Regions from separate parts of the Sus scrofa genome. Here region 2 is linked to region 1. Evidence: chromatin contacts called from public promoter capture Hi-C data. All regions are on one chromosome and are shown on one strand. Each heading gives the region's core, a stretch centred on a gene start, on an enhancer-like site or on the middle of the called end of the contact. The rest is flanking DNA. Distances are from core to core; before and after follow the strand shown.

Evidence for each region. Promoter capture Hi-C pulls out the DNA fragments that hold promoters and counts their contacts.
Region 2: a promoter capture Hi-C map of liver shows a contact between it and region 1, with 3 times the contacts expected there. The contact joins the promoter of ZC3H6 here to the promoter of TTL in region 1. A contact is called at or near these places in 3 of 5 promoter capture datasets (fetal liver, fetal skeletal muscle and liver), 8 of 47 Hi-C or Micro-C datasets (heart right ventricle, liver, mesenteric adipose tissue and 2 more) and 2 of 2 datasets of contacts at active chromatin or transcription factors (alveolar macrophages and skeletal muscle).

What each region holds. Positions count from the first base shown.
Region 1 is chr3:44,020,296-44,025,753 of Sscrofa11.1, forward strand. TTL (tubulin tyrosine ligase) reads right to left here and starts at 2,316. Exons shown (of 7, transcript NM_001004041.1): 1 at 1,959-2,316. The coding sequence starts at 2,115.
Region 2 is chr3:44,145,567-44,151,024 of Sscrofa11.1, forward strand. It overlaps ZC3H6 (zinc finger CCCH domain-containing protein 6), which reads right to left and starts at 3,347. Exons shown (of 12, transcript XM_021087025.1): 1 at 2,883-3,347. The coding sequence starts at 2,914.

The sequences.
Region 1 (5,458 bases), core at 1,066-3,565:
CAATTTCTGGCCTTGCTCAGTGGGTTAAGGATCTGGCATTGCTGCAAGTTGTGGTGCAGTTCAAAGATGTGGCTCAGGTCCCAAAATGCTGTGGCTGTGTCATTGGCCAGCAACTGCAGCTCCAATTCAACCCCTAGCCTGTGACCTTCCATGTGCTGCAGGTGTGGCCCTAAAGAGAAAAAAAAAAAAAAAAAAAGTTTACTGAAGCTCCTACTATGGTGCAATGGGTTAAGAATCTGGTGTTGCCACCGCTGTGGCACAGGTCACAGTTGCGGCTCAGATTCTACCCCCAGCCTGGGAACTTCTGCATGCTACAGGTGCAGCCAAAAAACAAATAAATGTTTACTGATCATCTGCTGACTTCACGGTCACTGTTTAGGATTTGGACCCTCTAGGTTTGGTCTCTTTCTCCCTCACCTGGAACCTCGCAGCAGTGCCAACCACCCCTGCTGCAGCCCCCACAGAGCCATTTTTCGTCAGCTTTTAATTTTAGGATTCCACCTAAGCTCTGACCGCCGGGCACTGCTCAGTTCAAGGAGGAAAGTCAGTCAGGCAGGGAAGCATACAGAACAAGTCAGAAATAAACATTCTCGACTATACTCAGGGTTTCTTCTTTTGCTGAGGGCTTCCTGGGGAGACAGTTTCGCAAAAGGGAACTTCCAGGCACATTCTCTGTATTCCAAGACTTCTAGGGGTTGGAATCAGCCCTTCCATGGAGTCCTCATCATACATGGCACACTTGTACAACAATAGAAAGTTGTCGGTGGTCCTTTCCCAAAGAAAAAGTTTCAGCAAGCCTAAGTAGAAATACCCTTCATCCCTCAAATCATTACAGTCCCCCCCCCATAAGCCCATCAAGGGCTAGTCAATTCCAAATGGTCTATTTTCAGTCTTTCCCTATTCAACCTCTCCACCCTCTGACCACACCTATTTTCTAAAAACCGTACCCTCTCCGGACATAGAACACGGCTCTCTGAGAAGCCCTCCAAGGCAGGGATGACTTTTCCTCTTGACGGATTTGTCTCTGGCAATATGATCAGGTCCCCACCCCAGGGGAATTTCTGGCAGGGAACATGGCTACCCCTAGTGAGGCTGCAATTCCCCCATGACTGTGCAGTCAGAGGCCGTGAGACTACGTTCAGGTCAATGGGATGTGAGTCTGAAGTGCTGTGCACAACTTCTGGTTTACATCATCTAAAAAGGAGCCGCCGGTCCTCTGCTTCCCCAGCACCTTCCTCCAGAGGAAGATGTAGACGCGGTGGTGCCAGCTTCAACCACGTGAATGAAGGTAACTCCCGCAGAGAGAGTAGGGCTGAGAATCCAGCGTCACCTACCATCTGCATTCAACCCACGATCGTGAGAATGTGTTCTTTGGTGAAGCTAAGAGAAGACACCCTTCCGCCCTTCCCTGGGCTGGGCTCACTGCTGAAGCTCAGGCTTTCAGAATCCAGGTCTCTTCCAAATCCTTTGACAGTTTAACTGAGCCTCTGGGTAGCTGAATCCTCAGGGTTTTCAACACACACAAGCTCCCCTCCCGCGCCAACATAGGCAGGGCAGGATCCTTAGTGAAGAAAATGTGCAAGAGGACTCCGGCGAGATTTCAGCAGCGGGCTCCGCGTAGCCGCGCCCCGCCCGGCGATCTGTCCAGCGGACCTGCCGGATTTGGGGACGTCGGGCCTGGGGAATCCGGGAGACGCGAGGCCTGGGCTCCCCGCCCCCGGCTGCAGGGACGGGTCATGGTAAAGAGGCAGCCGCGGCTCCAGGAGCCCGCACCTACATTCCCGCCCCGAATCCGATTTAGGAGATGAGAAGGCACGAAAAACGATGGGCTTAGTCCTTTAAGGGATGCATTTTTTATCTATCTGCCCGAGAAACGACGGAGGGAAGGTTTCTGACCTTAAAACAAAAGCGCCCGTTCTACCGGGAGGAGCGGGAGGGCGCGAAACGGGGAAGCTCACCCAGTCTCCCGAAGGGCAGCCGGTTCCTTTCTCCCAGCATCAGGTTGAACCTGGGATTGTCCCGCCGTAGCCTCTTCCAGTGGCCGGTGGCGAGCAGCAGCCGGGAGACCTCGGCGTAAACGCTGCTGTTCTCGTCGCGCACCACGAAGGTGTACATGGTGAAGGGCCGCGCGCCGGGGCCACCCCTGCAGCCGCTGCAGGAAACAGCCGGCCAAGCGGCTGCTCAGCGTGGGACCAGCCGGGGCGACTGCCGCGCTCCCGACCCGTCGGCCCCGCCGGCCCCGCCCCACACGCTCCAGCCGCGCCCCCGCCAGCGGCCTGGGCGCCCGCCCCTCACGCTTCTAGGGTAGCCGGCCGCGGGCGCCCGGGCGCCCGCGCGTCTGCCAGAGCAGCGAGCGCAGCCCCGACGCCGCGCCCACTGTCGGCGCGGCTCCGCCTCCGCCCCGTGATTCCGCGCGGCCGGCTCCAGGGCGGGCGGATGGGAGGGGGCCTGTGCGCGGGGGGCGCGCCAGGCTCCCTCTCTGAGCGGGCTGCCAGCTGCAGATGGTGCGGGGGCTGGAGGAGGGGGCGCGGCTTTAGCCTCAGCTTCCCGAACAGGCCCCTGAGTGGGACCGGAAGCTGGGGCGGTCCTCCCGAGCCCGGGGTCACGGCCAAGGGGGCGGTGCCAGAGGAAGATCCCTTTTTAGGGCTTGTTCTGGTAGTTTTCAACCTACTCTTTCAAAGGGACGTTTTCTGGATGAAAACAGAAAGTTGTAAGTCCCCATTCTTTGTCCAAAATGGGCTTCTTTTACTTTCCTGCTTAAGGACCGCAGAGAACCCGAGGCGTAGAAGCGGCTGTTGGTTTCGTTTGGGTCGAATGCTTCCGTAGCCTGCTGAGACCTCCTGGATGGTGCATAGCCAGGGGGTGACTTCAGATTCGCCGATCACACACAGACCCTAGGATCCCTGGACTCCGCCCTGCCGTTTACCGGCGCTGGGCCACTCGCTTTTCGTCCTCCGGACCGATTTCCCCTTCTGAGTTGGCGGAAGGTGGTTCTTTTTTGTTGTTGTTGTTTGCCATTTCTAGGGCCGCTTCTGTGGCATATGGAGGTTCCCAGGCTAGGGGTCTAATCGGAGCTGTAGCCACTGGCCTACACCAGAGTCACAGCAACGCAGGATCCGAGCCGCGTCTGCGACCTACACCACAGCTCACGGCAACTCCGGATCCTTAACCCACTGAGCAAGGCCAGGGATCGAACCCTCAACCTCATGGTTCCTAGTCGGATTCGTTAACCACTGCGCCATGACGGGAACTCCGGAAGGAGGTTCTTTAAAGTCCCTTGGTTCTGATCCTACCTGACTTCCTTTTAGGAAACATTTTTGGTGCATTTTGAGGAATAGAGAGAGGACTCTACCAGATTTCCCGCAAACTTCCTACACTTCCTCAAAAATTAGCTACATCACCCATGTGCTTCCGATGTCTTACTCTTTAGAGAAAGAATATCCTGCGACCTTTCCTGTCCTGCTCTCCCTGTGCTCATGGTATCTACTTATATTGTAAAATTGCCCTCCTTTCTTCCATTTTGCCCATAGGCTCCACTGGCCATGGGAAGCTCGCTTAGAGGAGAAATGGGGCAAGACCCAGGAGTGCTGTAATGATGACGTTCCTTCACACCCGTCCCAGCAATCCGACATCCCTGAGGAATGCGGGTATCTAGTGCCCGGCTTCCTAACCTCCAGAGAATGAATCTGCCGGGAGGCATATATCCTACGCTCTATTTCAAGGTCGCTGCAGAAGAGTTCTGATTGTCCGCAGCTGCAACTTACTCCTTTCTGCATCTTCTCTTGTTAGGTTCCCTCCTTTTCCGGTTTTCTATCCCACCTGTCTTGGGGTCACTTTCGCAGTAAACCTCAAATCGTTATACCAGGACTACCTTTTTAGAGAACTCAGGCCAAAACGTTGTGGCTGCTTCTCTTCACAGCCAGTCATCTTGAAAGTGATACCTACTTTCAGCATGCCTGGGTCCTTTCACCCTCCTGCACCACCCACTCTCCCCTACAGGCCCGCTACTCTCTCTGCTGTGAATTTCATTAGGAACTCCTGTAACCTCTGTATTTGCAAATACAGTAGATACTTTTCTCCTTTTTTATCCCCACCCATATTTTGTAGTGAACATCATTTTTGGTATTGTTTTGTCCAGCAGCACCCCTTATCCCCTTTTCTTAATAATAAAACTCATCTTTCCCCTGGAAACCTGTTTTGTGTGATTCTGGTGGCATTGACACTGTCCATTGTTGTTTTGTTTTGCTTTTTAGGGCCACACCGAGCAGCATATGGAGGTTCTAAAGCTAGGAGTTGAATCAGAGCTGTACCTACTGGCCTATGCCACAGCCACAGCAACACCAGATCCAAGCCTCATCTGTGACCTTAACCCACTGAGCGGCGTCAGGGATCAAACCCGAATCCTCATGGATACTAGTCGGGTTCGTTACTGCTGAGCCACAACAGGAACTCTACACTATCCATATGGGCACAGGAAAATGAGTACTCAGGCTTGGTCCATTTCCACCCTTTTGCCATTGTGATGGTAAAACACAGGCTAGTGATCCAAATTTGCTGAACTGATTCTCTCTGGGATTTTTCTACCTGAGCTATGGAGAGAGCCTCTCTCTCCTGGAAGACTGTGGGACAGCATGCAGCTTTATTGCTATATTACAGAGGGGAAAACTTGTCTAAGAATTCAGCTTCCTATCCTACTTTGCATCAGGCCTGTATGCGGATTATGAATATGTTCTTGCCACATGATGTAAATGAAGTGATGGGTATTTCTTAAGATTTGGACATGCCTCTTCTTCTCCTAGAGACAGGATACAAAATCAATAACAATAGTGCCACAAAAAGTTGAAAGAAATTTACCAGAATTTATGCTGGGTCATTAAGCAATCCTCAACACATTTCAAAGGACTGAAATAATTCTGAGCACTTTCTCTGTCTGCAGTGGAATCAAGCTGCTTGGAAGTTAGTAAAACCCTTCCAAATAGCCCATGAGTCAATGAAGAAATCACAATAGCATGAAAAAACTTTTTAACTGAATGGTAACAAAGTTATGGTGTGTCAAAACTGGTAGAACACAGTTAAAGCTGTGCTTAAGTGGAAATTTACAGTCTATAGTATATATGTTATAAAAAGAAGAAAAACTGAAAATCAGTGATCTAAGCTTTCATCTCATGAAACTAGAAAAGAATATCAAATCAAACTCAGAGTAAGTGGAAGGAAAGAAAGGACAAGGGAAGAAGCCCAGAGAATAGAAAATAAATATACAATAAAGAAATCAGCTAAGCCAAAAGGCTGCTTCTTTATTATTGAAGTGTAGTTGATTCACAATATTGTATTAGTTTCAGATGTCCACACATATATTTTTTCAGATTCTTTTCTATTATAGGTTATTACATGGTCTTGAATATAGTTCCCTGTGCTGTAAAGTAAATCCTTATTGTTTATCTGAGGTTTTTAATTTTTT
Region 2 (5,458 bases), core at 2,097-4,596, 130 kb after region 1:
GGTATTTTTATATTAATAACATCTTATAGAAATACAATGTTTTCAGTCCAGGAATGAAAATATTTAAAGGAAAGTAGAGGTGTGTGTGTGTGTGCGTGCATAATTTGCTGGGGTCCCTCCCTGGGGTGTGGTTCCCCCCAACACCCTGCACTCAAGACTTAGGGAAATTCCTGGGCCAGGGGTCAAACACAAGCCACAGCAGTGACAATGCTAAATCCTTAACTGCCAGGCCACCAGGGAACTCCAGAGAAGGGTGCTTTTTTTTTTTAAAGTTAACTCATTTGGCAAACAAATCTTATGCAAAATGTTTACCATATAAACATGTACGAAAAAAATTTTTAAAGGAGAAAATTTGTCATTCTGTGAATCTCCACTCACATGTAGAATCTCAACTCTTTTTGTTTCAGAATTCATTAGAAAATACATTGAATCAACCATCATAGTAATATTTTAATTTGTATAATTAATGTAGTTATAAATAAAAATCATAGACTTAAGTTTTTTCCTGCACTCACACAGTATATCTTACTTTTCAAAAATGTCAGAAAAAGAGTATCACTGGGCCAATGTGAGGCTCCAAATACGAGAATTCATATATCTTCTCCACCTAATTCACATTAACTTTTATTACAGTATAAAATAACTGTAATAGGAAGTACAGAATATTTGGGGATTCCCAGATTAGTTCACTTTTCTGTAAATTTCTTTAAAATCACCTAGGATGCCTATTAAACATAGATTACCACAATAGTCCCCCTATAGATTCTGATTCAGTTGCTCTAGGCAGAATAAAAATCCTTACTCCTCAAAGAGATTCTGATGATTAGCTAAGATTAATGTTGATCCAGTACGGTAGTTCTAAATTTGGTACATATTAGAATTGCCTGAGGAGCTTTTAAAAAACCCTTAAAATCCAGGCTGAGGCTCAGACCAATGAAAATGACTTCAACACTTTATAAAAAGCACCCCAGAGAAGACTGAGAACCACTGATCTTGTAGAACTCAAAAAATTCTTGTACAACCCTCTTACTGAGAAACTAGGTTTGCTCAAGTTCACAAAGCTAAGCGGTAAAGCTGGAGCTAGAACCATTTCTCCTGACTCCTAGTTCACAACGAGTTTAAATATAGTTTTGTTTTTCATACAAGTTGACCAAAAAAGGTGTGAAACAGATAATTTGTTTCAGAAACCATTAGAAAATATTAGGTTCATAATCCTAATATAAAACAAAAAGACTAAATACTCTCCAGCTTAACCTTTAGTTTCTACTACTAAACTGGTAATGCAATTTTACAAAGATTTAATTTTTTCTTTTTAATTTCTAATTCCATATTTTAAAATTCCAAATTATTTTTAAAATCTGGCATCAGAATTCTTTATTAGCAAAATTAATTCAATATCTGAATTTGGCAACATAGTTTCTTCCTTATGTAGAATAATTCTTATTGAAGTTACTCTGCTACAGAGAACAGATTTCCTTCTTCTACACAAAAAGTGAATCTTAGGCTTCAAGAGCAAAACCCCATCATTGGTTTGTCCGCAAATACTCAGAGTAGGGAACTTCTTAAGATATTAGTTAACCCGTTCCAAGAACTTTCTCATTTTAAGGACAGGATAATGTAAAACAATCATGAAAAATGTGTTAAGTGCAAGCTTATGCACCTATAATTTTTTTAAAGAGCATTTTGATTTCCTAAAAACTACATATATAATTGACTGACTTGTCTTCTAGAGACCTACATTTATTATTACAGTACCAAAAGTGCCAAAACATTTCAAATTTTAGTACTGTTTGTTATATCTGCTTCTGGATTTAAAAAAAAAAAAAAGTGTTCTGTATACTTTACCAAAAGCAGATCACATTACTGCACAGGTAAAAACTCCAGCAACTTGTATACAGCCTAGAGCACAAGGTATGTTTTGATTAATTCCATTCGCAAGGGAGTAACGCACAGGTTCTGAATTTTTAAACATTCTAAATAAGAATAAGATACAATGTATTTTGACCCAGCAATTTAATGAAGGCCCACCCTTTCTTTTTTTAACGATTAAGATGGCTAGCACTATAAATTAAAATTTTAACCAAATCCTAAGTATGCTATTTATGCTATTTAAAATACGTCAATACGCCCAAATCATTAAACGGAGTTAAGAATGGGCCTCTTAAGGCATAGCAAAGATAAAAAAGTCAGAATCTCAAATTTTCCAATGATACATAGTATTTAGAAAACCGGGCTAGACTGAATGATCCATGGAGTCCTTACTTTAGGAGAAAACTGTGGTACACGAAGGTCTGCAAAGTCTAACTCTTTTGTGTAACATTTGAAACTTGCCGTTTCAAAATTGCTAGGGGTAAGCCTGTGCGAATACACGGCTTTTGGGGGTTGCCTAAAATTTTCCTAAGAAAGAACAAACAAAAACAAAAACAAACCCAAAGCATGTTTATTCTTAGGAGTGTGCTAGGGTAGTAGTCAAACAAATCACCAGTTACTGAAAATTCCTGGCGGGTCCTCATGGGACATGAGGGCCGGGCCCCGCACCGGGAGCCGCTTCCTCCGAGCCCAGGCTGGACCGCAGCCCCGAGCCGCCCGCGGAAGCCGCCCGGCGCCGACAGAGCCGCCCAGAGGCGGGGGGCTCGGGGCTCGCACGTGCGGCCGGGGGCGGGGCCGGCCGGGAAGGACCCCGCGCGGGGAGGCGGGCGCGGCCGGGCCGACCTCCCCCGCGGCCGCGGGCCCGGGCTTTGCATCGGGGCGCACGTCATGGAACGGATGGAGCCACACAGAGACGTCTAGGTCATGCAGGAGGCGCGCGGCCCCGGCCCGCTCCCGCCGCCCCAGACCCCTCCTCTCATCCGACAGAAAGACAGACAAGAAGGGTTCCCGACCTGTCGTGCCCTGCATGTTCAGAGTCTGTCATGTTTGGTCAAGAACGGGGCGGGGCTGGAGGGCAGGTCTGCGAGGCCGGCGGCGGCGGGGCGCGGGGAGGCTCCCTGCGCCGCCTGCGGGTACCTGCTCCCGGCCGCCGCCGAGAGGTGACGAAGTGGTAAAAACTCACGGTTACTAGTGAGCGACACAGACACAGACTTTCCAGTCTATTAACAACCACGCCAGAGAGGTGGGGCTCTAACTGCAAACACTGGGCCACGGCCCCGCGCTGCCGGCGCTGCCGCTTTAGTCTCTATTCGCCGCCGGTGGCTGAGGCTTGGGAGCAGCCGGGCGGCGTGCACCGACGCGGGGATTTGGACAGTGGCCGTAACGGTGATTTCTCCTCACCAACATGGCGGCACCCGAGACCGGCGGCTCGATAAAATGGCGCCTGCCGCAACACCTAGCCCGGGACTAAAGGGCAGAAGAGATTCCTCCGCGTGCCGCGGCCCTTACCCAGCCCGCCGGGGCCGAGCGCGCTTCCCATTGGAGGAGAAGGCCCGTCCATCACTCCCGGGGGCGGGTTCCCACGCTTTCCTGTGAAGCGGCGGAGGAGGCAGTCTCTGAAGGCTGTGCCGGGCGGAGCCGGGGGGTGGTTTAGGGCGGGGTAGGCGATCAGCGAGATCGCGCTGTGCCTCCGCGCCTACGGAGGTGCCTCGCGGTGTTCCCTGCGAGACGCCGCCTCCCAGAGATTGGGGGGGCGGTTTCAGACGTACCCAAACAAACGGCCCCCCCCCAAAGCCATTAGCAAATGTGGACAGCAGTGAGACGGCTCTAGAGTCAAAAAAAAACAAAAAACAAAAAAAGAAACCTTTGTTGCTTAAATAGTAGGGGAATGTACTTTCTCCTTCAAGGTTGTAGCGGATCTTGTTTTCTGTAACGGTTAATGCCCAGAATCACGTTTGGAGGAAAATAGCTTGGCACGTAACTCTGATATTTAATACTGAATTTATCTACCCAGTTATTAATAATGAAAGAAAAATTGCTAAAAGAATTATATGAGCTTTAAGTTATTCCATAAAAACATTTACATTTTATATGTAAAATACATGTGAATATTTTATAAATAAAAGCTAACTATTACATTTCTTTGCACTTATAAACGTGATCTTTTTTCTAAAATTTAATGACAACATTTTGGCCCATTTAGTTTTGAATGAATGTCTTTTTTTTTTTTTTTTTTTTTTTTTTTTGTCTTTTTAGGGCCAAAACCTGGGCATATGGAGGTTCCCAAGCTAGCGGTCAAATCAGAGCTGTAGCTTACGTCACAGCCACAGCAACGCCAGATCTGAGCTGTGTCTGCGACCTACACCACAGCTCACATCAACACCGGATCCTTAACCTACTGAGCGAGGCCAGGGATCAAACCTGCATCTTCATGGATGCTAGTCAGATTTGTTAATTGCTGAGCCACAAAGGGAACTCCAACGTCCCTTTTTTAAATCAGCATGATGGATTAATAATTAATCCTCCCAAATATCTGACTTTCGAGAAAATGTATTTTGTAGATGCATAGACACAGGACGTTTAGAAGCAATTGCAACTAGATTAAATTTTAAATTAAAAAAATGTGGATATTGGAGTTCCCGTCGTGGCGCAGTGGTTAACGAATCCGACTAGGAACAATGAGGTTGAGGGTTCGATCCCTGCCCTTGCTCAGCGGGTTAATGATCTGGCGTTGCTGTGAACTGTGGTGTAGGTTGCAGATGCGGCTCGGATCCCGCGTTGCTGTGGCTCTGGCGTAGGCCGGTGGCTACAGCTCTGATGAGACCCCTAGCCTGGGAACCTCCATATGCCATGGGAGCGGCCCCAAAGAAATAGCAAAAAAAGAAAAAAAAATGTGGATATGTATATTGAAAAACAGCATTCAATTTTTTTCTAAATTGAATGCAGCCCTTGACAGGAGCTGTACACCTATGAATAATTCTGCAGGCACTTGCCACACTTGGATACATTACATTTCTAGGAAACTTTCAAAAGCAGGTATATTTTGTCCAGAGTAACAATAATTTGCATTTGAAGTTTTGCAAGAATCTGTACTTTGTCTCTATTGTAACCATGTTACTTAGATCTTACTGTAACTAATTAGGAGAGTTCATTTCTCTGCAGTCTTCCCAAGACATTGAGGTAAGCAGTTGGCTGTTCTCTTATTGCACTTAAAGTTTCCCCTGACCGCTGTATCTGGAGGCCTTGGGATCCCTTTCAAACTCACTCTAAGGTCTTTGGTTTGCTGCGTTGTGAAACAATGAATACAGTTCTCTCTAGATGAAAAGCCTCCTTCCTAACCCTTGATATGCACCACCAGATGAGTTTGATAGCTGAAATACAGCCTCAGATCCTGGTCTTCTTCCTTGGGTAACAGAAAAGGAGTGACCCTGTGGATGGTATGCAGGGCAGGAGGTCGTGTGCCTTTGAAACTGTGTATTTAGAATCCAGAAGTGTTCAGAGACGTTCAGATAAAATATTTAAGTTGAAGGCTAAGCAAACCTCAGCATTCCTCTCCTTTTCTTTAACTGCCTCGGTTAAGAAGGCATGC